2 separate regions of the Sus scrofa genome follow, and region 2 is linked to region 1. A link is a contact called in public HiChIP or PLAC-seq data. All regions are on one chromosome and are shown on one strand. Each heading gives the region's core, a stretch centred on a gene start, on an enhancer-like site or on the middle of the called end of the contact. The rest is flanking DNA. Distances are from core to core; before and after follow the strand shown. Region 1 holds the start of PRIMPOL (DNA-directed primase/polymerase protein). Region 2 holds the start of ACSL1 (acyl-CoA synthetase long-chain family member 1).

The links. HiChIP or PLAC-seq counts read pairs in DNA pulled down with a chosen protein or histone mark.
Region 2: a contact with region 1 is called in an H3K27ac HiChIP or PLAC-seq map of alveolar macrophages. The contact joins the promoter of ACSL1 here to the promoter of PRIMPOL in region 1. A contact is called at or near these places in 1 of 5 promoter capture datasets (liver) and 1 of 2 datasets of contacts at active chromatin or transcription factors (alveolar macrophages).

What each region holds. Positions count from the first base shown.
Region 1 is chr15:45,762,363-45,766,511 of Sscrofa11.1, forward strand. It overlaps PRIMPOL (DNA-directed primase/polymerase protein), which reads left to right and starts at 1,899. Exons shown (of 15, transcript XM_021076332.1): 1 at 1,899-2,029; 2 at 2,901-2,960.
Region 2 is chr15:45,930,751-45,934,899 of Sscrofa11.1, forward strand. It overlaps ACSL1 (acyl-CoA synthetase long-chain family member 1), which reads right to left and starts at 2,362. Exons shown (of 21, transcript NM_001167629.2): 1 at 2,319-2,362.

The DNA of each region.
Region 1 (4,149 bases), core at 649-3,148:
TGCCAACCTATGCCTGGCTCTGTTAATCAAGTTGAGGGACTGGCTTTATCCTATGGGCAAAGAAACCACTTTCTGGATTTTTATTTTGTAAAGATCCTTCAGCCTGTGCTATAAAGAATGGACTGGAGAGGTGCAGAGGATCTGGAAGTATGGAGGCCAATGAGGAAGCTCCTGTAGCTGGGTGAGAGCTTAGGATGACTTAACTCAGAGATGAGAGAAGTGGATAAATCCAGCGGGTATTTAGGTGGTCCAGGAGACTTGGTAGTTAACTGAAGGAGCGGAAAAGGTAGTTTGAGAAGGTTGGTTCCTAGTTTCTTGGCTTAGGGGCCACTTACTGAGAACTGGGAAAGAGGTAGCTGCTTTGGGAAATAAGGCTAGAGAGCAAACTCATTTTAAACAAGAATGACAAAGGCACTCTTAATTCAACATGGGCTGAGGGGATTTCAAAGCAGTTCCTCAGGGATTTGAGCTATGGATACATAGCCACAGGCACGAGCTGGAAGGATTCATATAGGCTTTCAGGTCTGAACATGATCAGGAGTTTGATACTTGAAATTACCTCTTCAGAGCGCGGAGTCAAAAGTCAACCCGAGAAAATCTAGGCCTGAGACGAAGGCAAGAGAGACCAAACCCTCACCCAGTAATGGGAGGATCAGCCCCAAGGGCCAGAGCTTGACCAGCTCGCCTCCTGCCCTCAGGTCATCTTTTCTCCGAGCCCATCCTCTTCAACTTCTTTCCGATTCAAATTTCAGTCTCAGATCCCCGCTGCCTCCCGCAACCCGGGTCCGAGTTCCTACCACCCGGCCTCAGCGCCCCCGCCTGGCCTCCCGCACTTCTCCCCGGATTCAGCGACCGGGTCAAGCCTCCCGCTATCAAGCTTCGGCGTGCTGACCCAGTTCTACCGACTTCCTCTTTTTCCACCAGGCTTCTGGATCTTCGTTCATCCACCAATCCCCTGGGCTCGTTGACTCCGACTGGGTCTCCGCTCCCCAGCCTCCCGTTGCCGGTTCCACATCCCGGTGTGGTCTCCCGCCACCCGTGCGGCCCAGCCTATCTTCAGTCCAGCCTCCCATCCCCAAAGCTCGGCATTCGCAGCCGGGTCTCCGCTCCCCGGCCTGGGCTCCCATCTCCGGGCTGGGTCTCTGGATCTGCGGGATTCAGCTCGTCCCCGCCCCCGTCGTCGTGGCAAAACAAAGGACCTACCGCCCGAACCCTGCCCGTCTCCCTGGAGAAGCTGCAGGCTCGCGCAGGTCCCCGGGGCGGGCGTTAGGTTTGGAGGGGTGGAGGGATCCGGCCCAGGGCCACCGCACAGAGGAAAGAATCTTGGAAGGCATCACTCACCGTCCAGCACGCACACCACAGTCACCTTCTCTCTCCCCGCCAACTCTGCTTCCGCCGCCGCAAAACTTGGAGTTGAGCTCCGCAGCAGACCCCGCCTCCAATGGCTCCGCCCCTCCGCTCCGCAAGCTCCACTCAAAGCCGACACGTTAGTCAGGCCCCAGCTCGCCCCGCCTCCCACCCCCTCAACCCCCGAGAACCCGCTCCCCCGGAGAACATCGTCCCTTCGGAAAACAGCTCCCGGATTCCCGGCTCTCCGCGTTAGCCTTTCCCCGCCTCCAGGAATGCAGCTCCCTTAAAGTCCTTGCCAGGTCGGAGAATTTCGTCCTCTCACAGGCCCCGCCCCGCACGAGAGCACCGCCCTCTCAAGGCCACGCCCCACACGAGAATACCGCCCCTTCGCAGGCTCTTCCGGCGAGAGAACGTTGCTCGGCGGGGAACACTAACCCTTCACCGTCTGGCGAACTCCTGCCTTCTCAGCTGTCCGCGCCCGCCTTTCCCGGCCGCCGAGAACGCTGCTGACAAGTCCCCGCCCCGCCCAAGAACACCGTCCCGTCGCGCTCCCTGCTCCCCGCCTCGGTCCCGCCCCCGCTCCAGGTTTGAAGATTCGGTCCCGCCACAGTCCGCTGGTCGCAGGTTCCGCCAGCCGCTGAGGACCCGCGGGTTTCCGCCCCAGCGTAGGTTTCTGGAGGTAACGGAGGGGCCCTGAAGGCCGCACAGGACCCCAGAGGCAAAGAGAAGGGAGCCCCGGGCGGGCGCTCCTGGAGGAAGGGAAGCCGGCCGCAGCCTTAGGTCACCCCCATCCCTGTACCTAAATCAAGAGCTCTAATCGCCCTCCGTTTGAACCCCCAGCCTATTTGGGGTCACGAACTCTTTTCAGACCCGGTATCATTTTCGCACAAGGATATACCAATGCAATTGAGCAGGCTATTCTTCGCCAATTTCAAGGGGTTCATGACATCCTGACGAGTCCGGGCCCCGGTGAAGGACTAGTCCACTCCCCACACTTTGTTCATTTGGATATCAATCAGGGGCGATGTTTTGTGCACAAATACACTTCGTTCTGTGTACGGCTTGTGTTCGTGGAGTGCTCATCTGTGCTCTTACCTTTTCTTACTCTTTCAACAAGCCCTGGAGGTAGGAATTACAATTCCCACCTGGGCTTTAAAAGGCTAATTAGTTTGCTCTAATTCAGTTACACGAGTTAAAACTCACCTCCCAAGAATGAAACCTAGGCCTTTATCCCTCCCATATTGAGAGAGGACCGTGTTTGACCTTTTTCTGCTGCAGTAAAATAGGAAGAGTAGGACACATTCCCAATCTCAACAGTGATTAGCATGCAGTTATTCATAAGGAAGGCAGTACTGTACCATTTTTTTTAGCTAGTGCTGTTATGTAATAGTGAAGCCCAGACCCCTTTCTTACTAAAATGAAACTTCTGTTGCAGCAGCAGCAGCAGTTTTCTGTTGTTATGTAAATTACACTTAAGAGAAACTTTAATTATAGCAAAACAGTTGGCTGAAGGCAATGTCTTCTGACTTAGTCTGATGATTTCTTTTTAGCAGAGGTGTCAGAGGTGGCAGAACTTGAACTGAGCCTCGAAGGGGAAGACTTTGGCAAAGGTGAGTGGGGTGTTGCAGATGAGGGAGGGAAACCATACTTTAGGGCTCTTGGAGTGAGCCAGGTGCAGGCAATGGTCATTATTCATTTGGTGAGAAGGCTGAACAACAAGAAATCAAATAGGTAGCTGGTTTACGGCCAGATCCTGGAGATTTTGGACTTGCTGAGGTAAACTCTACTGTGCATTAATTATGTGATGCTCTGCATCATTAAGGCATGTCCTTGAGGAAATGTTAAGAAAATAGTCTTAAGCGTGTTTAATCTGGCCGAGTTAGGCTCTTTGGATGGGATATCTTGTGGGGATGGTAAAAAGGTGGAACTGGAAAACACAGTGTATCACTAGATGTTTTCTTCCCTTCGGGAGATTTTTGGGAAATATGGGTAGTTTCAAGCATAGGCAGAATGACTGAGGTAGGAAAAAAAAAGTCAGTGAGTATATTTAGTTTCTTAAGGTATTATTCATCTGGGAAGTAAATTGTTATTACTGTAAATGAAATTTAATCACATACTTTATTACAAATACTTTAGCAGTGGAAGAAATAGTATAAATGTATTACAGGCAGCCAGGTGTTATAAAGGGAATTATATTAAGAAAACATTGCCAAATACCAGAACATTACCAAATATTAAAACTGGAACATGTATGCTAGAAAACAAAAAACTGTTGAATCTATCCTCAGGGCAGAAGGAGAAGTCGGAGTTGGGAAGTAGGAATTGACTTGTGATTAGACAAAAAAGAAACCAGATGAACTGGGCTGGAGAGAACCACAGCAGGCAGGCTTCAGCTTCCCCCAGAAGCTAATAATGAAGCATGTGCTGCCTAGTCCTGGGAACTAGGCCATCAAGTGTCACACCTGAGCAAGTTTAGGTATAAACTTAGGTTAGCTGTCTGAATCATCTCTTTACCTTTATCCTCACTGCCCCTTCTCCCACTAGTTATTCTGAAAAGACTAAGCTAGCCTTTGTTCTAGCCTGACCATGTTTTAGTTGTAAAATTGGCATCAAAAATGATTAGACAAACATTCCAGTGCAGTGCTAAGAAATAATAGAGCTCTCAAGCCTGTTATTTTAAAATACAACAGATGTTTTTCTTTGAAACTTGGAAATTGTTACCAAAAATAGTTATAGTCCCTGTGTAAAAAGAGGTTTTCATGTGTAATTATATATAAAGATAGGGGGGGAAAAAAAAAG
Region 2 (4,149 bases), core at 1,112-3,611, 170 kb after region 1:
AAGTTCTTCTGAATTTGCTAACACAGGAATCTCACCTATTGCATCATCCAAACAATACTGTTGGTAAAACATTATTAATTCTGTCAACATTGACAGAATTTGGTTATAACAGACAGTAATGGCAAAAGAATAATGGACATGTGGCTTAAGTGACAAATTTACACAATAAATCGGCAACTGACCTTAAAAAACTATTCCTCTAAGGTTTCTGAGTAGCAGATCTGGAAATGACTTCCTATAATCTAGCTCTTGCCAGAAAAGTGAAACTTGAAGAGAGGAGAACTTCCCAAACTATGATGACAAAACAAACGTCATCTTTCCTCAGCCTCTTCTTCAAACTTTCACAAAACAGCTACATCAAAAACAAAAAATGTGGCAAGACCTGGACATTTAAATAAGCACAACACTGTGGCACCTGGGGACACTTGCAGCCATTCCAAACCTCATCCAAAAGTAGCCATAGCTATGAAAACTCAACCTGTATGATATACCTGCCTCTACCTGAGTTTGTCCCAAGTCTCTATTTCTTAAATGTTCCCAATTAACTAATCACTATATTGCTGGCCACACCCAAGGCATGTGGAAATTCCCAGGCCAGGGACTGAACCTGCAGCTGCTGGCACACAGGAACTTTCTAAATGCCCCAAATTTAAAAGCCTAGGAGTTCCACTGTGGCTAGTGGTTACAACCCGACCAGTATCTGTGAGGATGTGAGTTTGATCCCTGGCCTCGCTCAGTGGGTTAAAGAACCAGCGTTGCCATGAGCTGCGGTGTAGGTTGCAGACACAGCTCAGTTCTGGTGTTGCTGTGGCTGTGTGTAGCTTGGCAGCTGTGGCTCTGATTCAACCCCTTGCTTGGGAACTTCCATGTGCCTTGGGTGAGGCCCTAAAAAGTCCCCCCCCCCAAAAAAGAACAAGACTCCCAAGCCTGGCTCCACACTGATGGGAAGCAAGGTTTCCTTTAAAAGTCCACCTTCTCAAGCCCACCCAACCAGACTGTCAACTCACACCTTAGGTTTTAAATCAACCTGACCTGCCACCTCCACCTGAAAATGCTCAATCAGCCAGAAGGCTTTGATTGGCTTTTTGTTTAAGTGTTTAAGTAAATAACTGTTTACAGTGAGATAATCATAGATGAAATTTGTGTCAGAAACTGGAATTTAAGCAGTTTCTCTTGGTCTAAAGGAAGGGGAGTTCTCTTATAGTGCTTCGGGTTAAGGATCTGGGGTTGTCCCTGCAGCTGCTCCGGTCGTTGCTGTGGCACGGGTTCCATCCCTGGCCCAGGAGTTTCCACATGCCCCAGGTGGGGCCAAAAAATAAAACAAATAAAATAAAAAATAAATTTAGAAAATAAAAGGAAGCATATTAACAGTTGGGGCACTTATTCCTGCACTAACAAGAAGCTTAGAAGTCTGAACTTTAAAAGGCAAGGGCACTTTTATAATGGTCTTAATTAAGCTCCATAACCTTGGAAGTAGGTTGGGTGAGGAAGGGGTGTGCTATTCTAACGTACACACTGATTGGCGAGAGCATCCGTCTCTAGGTTCTCGTCCACGTGTTCGTTCAAGCCACCTACCAGCACTCTCCGTCTAGGCTGCAAGGTGATAGATAGCATCATTTTTGCTTCCTATTTTCAAAAAATGCCAGACTCCTCAAATGACTCACTCCATCACAGCTCTGCGCAGCGGCACGGGCACTACTGTGGAGGCACCGCGAGAATTTCCACATGTGGCAACCCGCTTCCGATGCTGCCTTTGACCCTCCCGCAAGCGCCGCGCGCAGGAGCCACCATCGCGCGGAGGCTGGGTCACAGCCTGCACCGATGCGTCCACGCGCGATCGGAGCGCGCCTCAAACCCCGCCCAGGGGCAGGAGGGAGGTCGGACCGAGAGAGCACCGTCACCGCGCCGCGGGATCATCCCTCGCATCTGCAGCCCCGGGTCCCGCTTCTCGCCAGGCCGGTCCTCGCCGTCATAAAAATAAGGATCCAGTCCCGCGGCCCGCGTCACCCACACGCCGCGGTGCACCAGCCCGGCGCCGTCCGCAGGGAGCCGAGGGCCGATATCCCCGGCTCCGGCACAGGAAGCGGCGGCGGCTCGGGCGGCCCGGAGGCCTCAGTTGCAGCGGGAACCCAGGGGGCCGCAGGGCAGAGGCCGGAAAAGCGGCACGTCCCGGCTAGCCGAGGGCCGGCTCGCGCGCCTCTGCTGAGGCCGCCGCCTCCCAGGCTCCTGCCGGCGGAGCAGCATCAGCCTCGCGGCTCCGCTAAGACCTCGGGGCCACAGCGTGCACGGACACGGTTCCTCGCGGCAGGAGCACTCACCTCCTCCGCAGGCCAGGCGGTTCGCCGCCGGCTGTCACCGCAGCCCACTGCCTGCCCTGCACTGGCTCCGAATGCTATTTAAGGGCGCCGCCGTCGCCGCCGTGAGCTGGCTGTGCCCCAGCCCCTACCGCTGTGGAGACAGGCTGCTGCCGGTGCGCGTGCCGCGCCCGCCCTGCCCGGTTCTCAGGCCCCGCCCCATCACAGAACACGCCCCCACATCAGGTCCCGCCCACCCGCCGCGCGCCGGCCTTCCCGTCAGGTCGCGCGCGTGCCGGCCGGGCAGCAGGTGGGGGAGTTCCGGGAAGCGTTGGGGAAACGCCTCTGAAGTAGCCCTAACTGTCCCGGGATTTCATAACGAATCCGAGGGGGGCAAAGAGCAAATTGTGGCGGTTCAGCCCAGAAGTCTGCGGTGCAGTTGGAGGCCGGGAGACGCCCTTTCGTGTCTTCCTTCCGCAACCGCGTGCCCCGCTGATTTGGCGGGCGGGGGCTTTCTTTTCCTATTTTATTTGGCAACGATGTGCAGGACTCCTTTTAACCCGGTTTCACCACTGCTCCCACGTGGGGTTTTGCCACAGACCTGGCTGGGAAGGCCCCAGTCTGTACTTCTGCAGCTGCCTGGACATGAAGCAACCGAAGAGATCACCCCGGGTATAGCTGGGGCCGCGCACTGGTTCCACGTCACTAATGGCAGTGTTCACCTGCCAAGTTCTTGGGGCCTGTCTGCTGCTCAGCCCTGGCGGTGCGGTTTTGAGGGCTACTGTCTGCATCCATGCGATGCCCATTAGGGGCCTTTCAGAGGCCAGCTTTTTTCAGGCTCCTAGCCCAAATGTTATTGTTCCTCTTAGCCCCCTGAGGTCTGCTGGTACCTTAACCTCTAATAACCGAGGTCCTGGTTACAGTGGTACTTGTGTCCAGCACTGCATGGCCGGCTCTTATCTGGAACTGCTTTGAGTTTGAGGCATGAGAAGAATTATTTTTATAATGCCTCTAATAATGACAGCCTTTACTGAAACATTTCACAATTATCCTATTGAATCTTCATCATAACCTTATGAGATGGGTGCTGTCATTAGTCCCTTTTTACAGATGAGGACACAGAGGTACGGGGAGGTCGAAAGCTAGTGAGGGCAGAAGTACACTGGGCCTCAGGCAATCTGCCTCCAGAGCAGTCCGTAATAGGCGAATGTACTTGTACTGACTTTGGTGTGAGCTTGTGCTCACTCAGGCCTCATACTCAACCTTAACTATGTGACAATACTCAGGCTGACTGTATGACAGTAGCCTAAGGACTGTCACTGGGCTTCTCTCACAGTCCCAGAACATCTGAACAGTGGCCACAGTAATTGTTTCCTCCCACAGCGTTTTCAGCGCTGTGCTACAGTGATGGTGGGGGCACTCCGCATTCTGATGGCCTCTGTAACAGGTCACTTCTCCTTGAGCTCCTTCTCCATCTAGGTCTTTTTTTTTTTTTTTTTTTTGCTTTTTAAGGCCATATCTGCAGCACATGGAGGTTCCCAGGCTAGGGGTCTAATTGGAGCTGTAGCTGCCGGCCTATACCAGAGCCACAGCAACACAGGATCTGAGCCGAATCTCTGACCTACACCCCAGCTCACGGCAACACCAGATCCTTAACCCACTGATCAAGGCCAGGGATCGAACCTGCAACCTCATGGTTCCTAGTCGGATCATTTTCGCTGCGTGATGGGAACTCCCATCTAGAGCTTCTAGATCTGGATTTTCCATTTAAAAGAAAAATAGGGAGTTCCCATCATGGCTCAGTGGTTAACGAATCCGACTAGGAACCATGAGGTTGCAGGTTCGATTCCTGGCC